Regions from separate parts of the Ovis aries genome. Here region 1 is linked to region 2. Evidence: chromatin contacts called from public Hi-C data. All regions are on one chromosome and are shown on one strand. Each heading gives the region's core, a stretch centred on a gene start, on an enhancer-like site or on the middle of the called end of the contact. The rest is flanking DNA. Distances are from core to core; before and after follow the strand shown. Region 1 has its middle 10 kb from the start of TRNAS-GGA. Region 2 has its middle 97 kb from the start of FOXD2.

Region 1 (3,963 bases), core at 896-3,395, 180 kb after region 2:
CTGCTCAAACTCATCCAGCTATTAGTGATTTCTGTGCGCTAATGTATGGCACGCACACGGAAGGAGCTCAACAAATGTTAGCTGCTATATTATGATGACGATTGTTAATATTATCGCTATTCTAATCTTAAGTCATCGTCACCAGCAGAGCAAGACTAAGAATCCAGATCTTCCTCCTGTCTGGTTTATAGTCTTAGGATGTCCTTGCCAGTTGAGAAGAGGGGGCGGCAGAATCTGGGCACCCTGCCCAGTCCCCTCTTCTCTAATTATGCCCCTGTTTGAGGTTCTCCAATCCTTCCAACTCCCAGGCAGAGGGGCAGAGGATGGTTGCCAGGAGTGGTAGGGTGGCAGGATGGACTTTGAGGGGAGGGAAGTTCCCCCTCAAAGTCAGGGCTTCAAAGGACAGCACTGACTTCTGTTATGCTTGGAGAGCTACGCTGCCTTCAGATATACAACTTTCGATGTCCTCTGGGAGAACAGAGAGGCTGCAGGTACCAGGACTGGGAGCTCCCTTTCTCCACGCGGCTCCCTGGAGAATTTCTTCAGGCCAAGGAAAGCTTTGTTCTAACCACTTCTCCCCGAGCCAGGGCTGCTGGGTGGTCTAGGGGCAGAAGGGCAGAATGGGGGTGGGGCAGGGCAGGCCCTGGGTGCGGAAGTATGGGGTCCAAGACCAGGGGTGCGGTGGGGTGGGGAAGGAAGGGGGTGGAATCTGTGTGTGGGGGCTGGTGAGGGCTGGTGCGAAGGGAGAGCTGAGATCAGCACAGGAAGGTTTGGAGGCATCGGGGTAGGAGGGGCCAGCAGATGACGGAATCATGGGAGGGACCAGGAATTTAGGTGGGGGGGCTCTGCCAGGGTGAGGGCACAGACGAAGTCCCCCTCCCTAGACTCTGCTGTCCCAGGTGGCTAGCGGGAAGGGTCCACCGCGTGGCGCTGAGCCCCCTGTATTTTGTGTCTGAGGCTCCAGAACATATGGCCGACCCGTCCCCCCTTCTCCCCCAACCCCCGCCGAAGGGCTGCCATTTGGAACGCATTTACAGACACATGGATTGTTTTTAAGTTAATGCTTTTTAATTCACTCTGTTTCCCAGTTGTCGTTTTTTATTGAAAAGGCGGATTCTGCCGGTGTGTGTTCCTTTGCGGGGGCGGGGTGGGGGTGGGGGGTGCTTCACCAACAGAGATCCGAGGAGAGGCAGAGACAGAGACAAAGGCGGTGCGCGACACCGGGCAAGGAGTCAATAGGGTCAGAGAGCAAGAAAGAAAAGAGACTGGAGACGGGAGCGGGGACAGGGGGACACACAGAGACCCCAGGAAAGGGGAAGGGAGGGCAGAGCAAGTGTGCTGAGAAATCCTGCTCCGGGGGACCCGGGGCGGACCCTGCCACCTCCAGCTAAGGCTCCTGGGGCTTTTCCCGGCTCTCTGGTTCCCTTCCGCGTAGACTAGGCAAGTCGGCCGCAGGGAGTGGACTGGAAGTCGCCACGGACCGAGTACGCAGGACCAGGGGCTTCCAGGGCTAGGGATCCGCGATCCGACAAAGAGGACCGGGGAGTCGGAAGCGTTCCCCTCCTGTCTCCGCAGTTCTCTTAGAGCCGACCCCAATCCTGCGCTGCGGCTCTCCTGGCCTGCTGCGCCGCCTGGGACGGGCGCCCCGACCTCTCGGAGCCCTGGCTCTGCCACCTGTGGACAGAGAGGCCTGCTGCTGGCCGAGGGGCTAAACGGCTCGAGGGCGTGGGGAGCAGAGCTGCGTCAACACCGCGGCTCCGCGGTTAGGGCAGAAATCCTGGGATTTTCGGTCTGGGCCGCTGCCCCGGGGCGGGGGGTGCTGGTGGTGGGGGCTCATGTTTATGCAGGACTGGCGGGGATGGGAGACAGCGGGGCCCGGGCGCTTCCTTCCTTCGCAGCTGAGAACCATTTGGTTCTCCTCCCGCCGCGCCACCGCCCCTCTCCCTTTCCGCGCCAGGTTCGTGCTCAGACGCGTGAGTGTGAACACACACCCGCGGACACACAAAGACGCTCACAGGCCAGCACGTGGCGGAGGTGTAGACGCTGGGTGGAGGCGTGGGTACACAGGCGACGCGAGGTCCTGGGGACTGGGATAGAGCCGGTTCCCTGGGCGGAGAGGGTGCGTTCACCCGGCGCGGCTCTCAGGCCTGGAGCCTACGAACTGAAAAAGCCCGGGATAATTAGAGCTAATTACACGTGTGCACACAGCTGCAGGCGAGGGGGCCGTACGGGCCACCCCTCCCGCGGCCTGACTCCCGCGATCCTGCCCAGCGTGGCGGGAGGGGGGGGGGTGCATCGAGGTGCGGCTCGGAAGAGGCAGGGTGGGGGCCCGCGGGCGGAGAGCCCCCGGCGTCCGGAGTTGGGGTGAGCTCTCTGCCTCCAAAGAGAGGCCCCCATCACACAGCGGATGCGCTGCAGCCAGGGACGCCCAGGAATGGCAGTGTGGCCGAGCTAGAAGATAGGACCAGAATTGGGGTCCGAGTACCCTTGGCCTTAGGCCCAAGGCCTCCGGGCCCAAGCGGGAGGTCCGGACCTTATGGGCTCTTCGGCTTCGATAGTTTCAGACTCCTGAGCACTCCGGTCTCTGCAGAAGGCTCATACGTACCCAGTCGGCAGAGGTCAGTGCTGCCAGGTACCTGAGGCCCCTGGACCAGGAAGGGACAGTCCGGTGCTGGTGTCAGGAGACCATTCCGTGTATGCCCAAATGAGCCACAAGACCCCGAAAGAGCGACCTCTCTGAGCCTTCGTTTGCGCTTCTGTAAAATGAGAATGCGGAGATCCCTGCGTGCTGACTCCGAGGGGCTTCGGATGCAGAGTCCAAGAAGAGTGAGAAAGGGGCGAATTTCTACGTGGGAAGGAGGGTTTACAGTTTGCACTGCTAGTCTGAATGAGCGATCTCATTTTGTGGTTTCAGGAGCCTTTGGCGGACTGGGTTAGAGCAGCATCGGTGGAGGGAGTTGTATTTCTGTGTAAGTGACGCTCAGAGAGGTCGAACGTCTCAGGGGAGGTCACACAGCGGGGAGAGGCAGCTGACTTTCCGGACTTCACATTTCAAATTCAGACTCGGCGCAAGTCTCCTCCACCCCTCCTTGTCGCTCCTGGAACCCGGGCACCCCCCGGCGCTCTGCGGAGCCTGGTTGCTGTGAGTAAGAGTACAGAAAGCGATCTCTCGCGGTGGGTTCCGCCGCCCCAGCTCGCTGTGAGCCCATGGCGCCCCCTTGCGCTCGTGGCCGGAGGCGCACCCGGCTCCTGGCCCGGCCCCTGCCGTCTAGCATCTGACTCCTCCGCCTCTGTTTGCGATGATGCTGGAGAGGGTTGATGAGCTTCAGACAGGGTGACTGGAGGTCACACAGGGATGCGCTTCGTATACCGTGTACTTCGTAAACTGTAAAGCATGGTACGCACTCGGTCCCAGTGTTTGGACACCGCCGCAGTTTTCCATGCGCTTCCACCTCTGTTCTTGAGGTGAGTGAGGCTGGCAGGGCAGGAATTATTTGCAGTCTACAAATGGGGCAGCTGAGACAGACCCACGACCCACAGCCATTCACTGGCAAGGAGTGGAGCCGGCATCCAGGTTGCCTCTGCTTTCCTGCCTCCCATTGCTCCTTGCTCCAGTGGTGGCCTTCTTGTTCTCTTGGAGGTTAAGCAAGAGGACTTTGGAGTTAGATCTGGGTTGGAATTTCATTCTTGTACTGGCTGTGAGATTGCAGTCAAACCACAGAACCTCTCTGGGCATCAGTTCTGAACCTGAACACTGGGATGAGGTGCTTCTCAGACTGTTGGGGGAGGGGTGGATTAATGAGACAGGGGTCAAAGCTTGCAGAGCATGGAGTCAGGCGGCTGGTTCTGGAACAGTAGGTGCTTTCATCAGGGAAGATGGCAACTGCTGTGACTACCCCACTGGAAAGGAGGAGGGGTGGAGGACTGTGCTCCTCCTGGGGTGGATGGTAAGCCTGGCACCTC
Region 2 (3,574 bases), core at 134-2,633:
AATAGTGAATGTATATTAATAGTTCATTATTAATAATATAATATCTACTATATATATATAATATGATAGTGCCTGGCATGAGGGAACCACTGCCTAAGTGTGTGTCAGTATTTTCTCTCCTTGTAGAAGGTAGGAAGCTCCAGGCAGCTGAGAAGATCAGGGGAGGGGTTCAGCAGAGTGAGGCCAAATGGGAGTTGGGGTCACTGAGGGCAAACTCCCTCCAACAGATCTTACTTTGGAATCTACATGCTGGACTCACATGGAATCTGCTGCTAAAACCAATGAAAGAACCACAGTTCACCATTTTTCTTTTAAGAAACCCAGAAGAATTCCAGGTCACCTCTCCAAAATAATGCTCTGCAACGCCCCCCCTTGTGCAGTGCTTGCTTGGGCCTCAGGAACAGGCCTGGGCCCTGAGTACAGACTAGCCATGCAGCCCGGGGTTACCTGCTACAGCGCCTCCCTCTGGACCCTCCTGAAGCAGTCAACCATTGCTTTGTTTGTGCTGAGGGAGAAAAAACGGCCGAGAACTCCTTGAATGGATAATGCAAATCCCCAGATAATCCCAAATTCCATATTAGCCAGTAATTTTCACTTCCCTCTCTGCAGCTGAACCTTTACCAGAGCTTCCTGAAGGGGGTCGGATTACCTTGCCTGCCTTTTCCAGGCAAGGACGCCAGCCTGCACACTCCCTGGCACCAGGCGGCTGCTCGGGAACCACTTGCTGAATGACTGACGGGACACGTCGACTGCAGCGCTGAGTCCTGCAGGTGTCGTTGCGGACAGGACTACACCCTCTCATTCCATCTGTGCCATACTCCAGGGAGATGGAGACTGTCATCCCGGTTATACAGGAAAGGAAACTGGTTCTCAGAGAGGCTAGCAGCCTAGTCACGGCAGCGGCAGGGCTCAGAAAACCGTGCGAAGCTTGGAAAATACCGGGCTAGTTAGGGCAGAGGACTTCAGGGATGTCAGAGTGTCAGATGTAAAAAAAAGAAGTTTCTCATCCACAAAATGATCCTGGGACTGCCATTTAGGTATCATTAGAGGGAAAAGAAAAGGCAGTTTGGTAGAATGGAAACGACCCAGTTTAGGAAACAGGAGGCCTGGCCTCCCACCAGTCTTGCCCAGGACGCATCTGTGTGACCCTCTTGTGTCTTTACCTCTCTGAGCCTTAGTTTTGGCCATTCCCTTTCCTGTCTTCTAGGAACCTGAGTCTTCTAAGTCACTAAGACTAAGTGACTAAGTCTTCTAAGTCTCGCGTCACTCTAAGATTCCTAGAGCCCCCAGGGGAAAAAATAGGCTTGGCTGTCTCAGGGCCCCAAAGGATGCCTTGCTACCTTCCATTAGCCCGAGATGGCGCTGCCCACCGGCCAGTGTCCCTCCCCTTCCTCTGTACGCCTCGTCCTCCTCCTACTCCTTCCTCACCACCCTCCCCTCTCCTTCCCCCGCCGTCCTCCCCTTCTTCCGTACCTCTTCCCCCTTCCTCCCCTCGCTCCTCCTTCCCTCCTTCCCCGATCCGCGGCCGGGGCGCGGGCCGGGCGCGCGCTGGGTGGTCCGGCGGCCGGGGGCGGGCGGTAGCCTGCAGGCGTAATTGGCATGCACGCCGTTGTAGCTGAGACCGCTTAATAAAGCATTACATATCTCACCGCTTCCATATTTCATTACCTCACGCGGAGCCTGTGAGAGGGCCCTAATGGGAGTCAGCTGTGTTTTTACTTTCTGTTGTCGGCCGGGGGACGGGTTTCTCTGCGGATTCTTTGAAATGAAATAATGTGATGCACGCCGCGATAAGGGCCGGCCCTGTAATGAGGCCCAGGCCGCGGGGCGGCTGCTATTGCTCCAGGTGTCGCGTATTTGGGCTCCGAGGACAAGGAGGAGGAGGGGGCGGCGCCGAGGAGGAAGGGGAGGGGAAAGCGGGGGGCGGGTGGGGTGGGGAAGGAGAGGAAGGGAGGAGGGAGGAGGGAGGAGAGGGCAGGGGGTTGAGGGCGGTGGGACTGGGGCCCCACTGGCGGAAGCCAGTGAAGGCGGAGACAGCAGCGGGTTGGGGGCGAACGGACTGATTCTGGGAGAGAGAACGCGCTGGGGGCCCCCGTTCAAATCCTGATTGGCTTTTGGGCGTCAGTGCGAGACAGTCTTTTGGCCCCATAACGCTCATCTCACAGTGTTGTGCTGACACAAATGAAAGGGATTTGTAAATTGCAAAGGGCAGTCTCACGTGGAAAAAGTGGAATCGTTTATTGAGAAAGGATCTGATGCCCTTTCCTCTGGGCATGGCACCTGCCAACAATTTCAGCAGCCTTGCTTGCTAAATCCTGGTACCTCCCCTTCACAGAGGAGGAGACTGAGGGTCAGAGAGGCACCTCGTAAGAGGCTGGGGGCAGCCCTGGGCATGGAGCCAGAGGAGACAGGAAGAAGGGAGGAAGGAGATGAAGCTGGAAGAAAGCTGGGCAACTGCCCTATGATTTGTCTAAGCCCCTCTCCAGCCAGGGAGCAGGGCTTTCTCCGCCATCCTGTCCTGTGGGTCTCCTTGCTGGGCCTGAGGCCTTTGCTTTCCTCGCTGGGAGGGAGAGGAGGATGGGCAGGCTTATGGGAAGGGGACCCCGGTGGAGAGCTTTGTAGTTGGGGCAGCAGCTGGTGTGATGGGTGGGGCCTCAGGAAGCCCCTCTGTTCTGAGTTCTCTCCTCTGTTGAAAATCCCATAACTACAGTCCTTTGAGTTAAAGATGGCTCTCTGTGCTTTGGTCAGCCAGGTTTAAAGTCATCAAAACTGTCTAGTTCTTCTAGGTCCACTCTCTTCAACTCCGTTTTCTCCTCTAGAAAGTGAAGGCTCTTTGAAGAGTCTCCTTGGTGTCTCTCATACCCACCGACTTCTCCCTGTCCCTCCTGGCATGGCCCTCAGTTTACTTGCACCTGGGTTAAGCCCACAGCCTGGCCTCTTGCCCTGTAGTACTCGTCCTAAAATGCTGATCCAATGCTGCTGCTGCCCTGCAGGGCTCCCTACTACCTCAAGAGCTTCCCTGACACGCCCTATACGTCCTCCCCTCCCTGATCTTGAAAACCTGCCTCAACCTCTCAGCTCCCTGTCTGCCGCACTCCAGCACAGACCCTGACAGACCAGGTGACTTGTCTTCTTCCACGTTCATCAGTGACATCTGGGCACTTGCTCATGCTGTCCCTCTGCTCAATATGCCCTTCCCACCTGGACCCACCTTCGCAGTCCTGCTCAGTCTCCAAGCAAGGCTCAGCACAATGGCTGGGCATTCCAGGAAGGCTTCTCTTCAAGAGCTCCCTCTGCCCTCTGCTTCCAAGCTGGTCCTGATCTCTTCCTTCCTGAGCCTGCATTTTCCCGTATGTACGATGATGGGCTAGGGGCCTGATCCCTGGGCCTTATGGTCTCATGAATTGACCCTTATTGGGTGGTGAAAAGAAAGTGAAAGTGGCTCAGTTGTGTTCAACTCTTTGCAACCCCATGAACTGTAGCCTGCCAGGGTCCTCTGTCCATGAGATGCTCCAGGCAAGAGTACTGGAGTGGGTATCGTTCCCTTCTCCAGGGGATCTTCCCAACCCAGGGA

What was found. A called contact is a pair of places that touch in the nucleus more often than the background predicts.
Region 1: a Hi-C map of hypothalamus shows a contact between it and region 2, with 5 times the contacts expected there. The contact joins two enhancer-like sites. A contact is called at or near these places in 4 of 16 Hi-C or Micro-C datasets (hypothalamus, omental adipose tissue, skin fibroblasts and 1 more).

What each region holds. Positions count from the first base shown.
Region 1 is chr1:22,226,591-22,230,553 of ARS-UI_Ramb_v3.0, forward strand. No RefSeq gene overlaps it. Among named protein-coding and RNA genes, the nearest start is that of TRNAS-GGA, 10 kb to the left of the region's middle. Within about 2 kb of position 2,146, at least 6 of the 54 cell types and tissues checked have an H3K27ac peak or open chromatin away from gene starts, as enhancers often do. A contact at or near this core is called in hypothalamus, where this site is marked.
Region 2 is chr1:22,044,503-22,048,076 of ARS-UI_Ramb_v3.0, forward strand. No RefSeq gene overlaps it. Among named protein-coding and RNA genes, the nearest start is that of FOXD2, 97 kb to the left of the region's middle. Within about 2 kb of position 1,384, at least 5 of the 54 cell types and tissues checked have an H3K27ac peak or open chromatin away from gene starts, as enhancers often do. A contact at or near this core is called in hypothalamus, where this site is marked.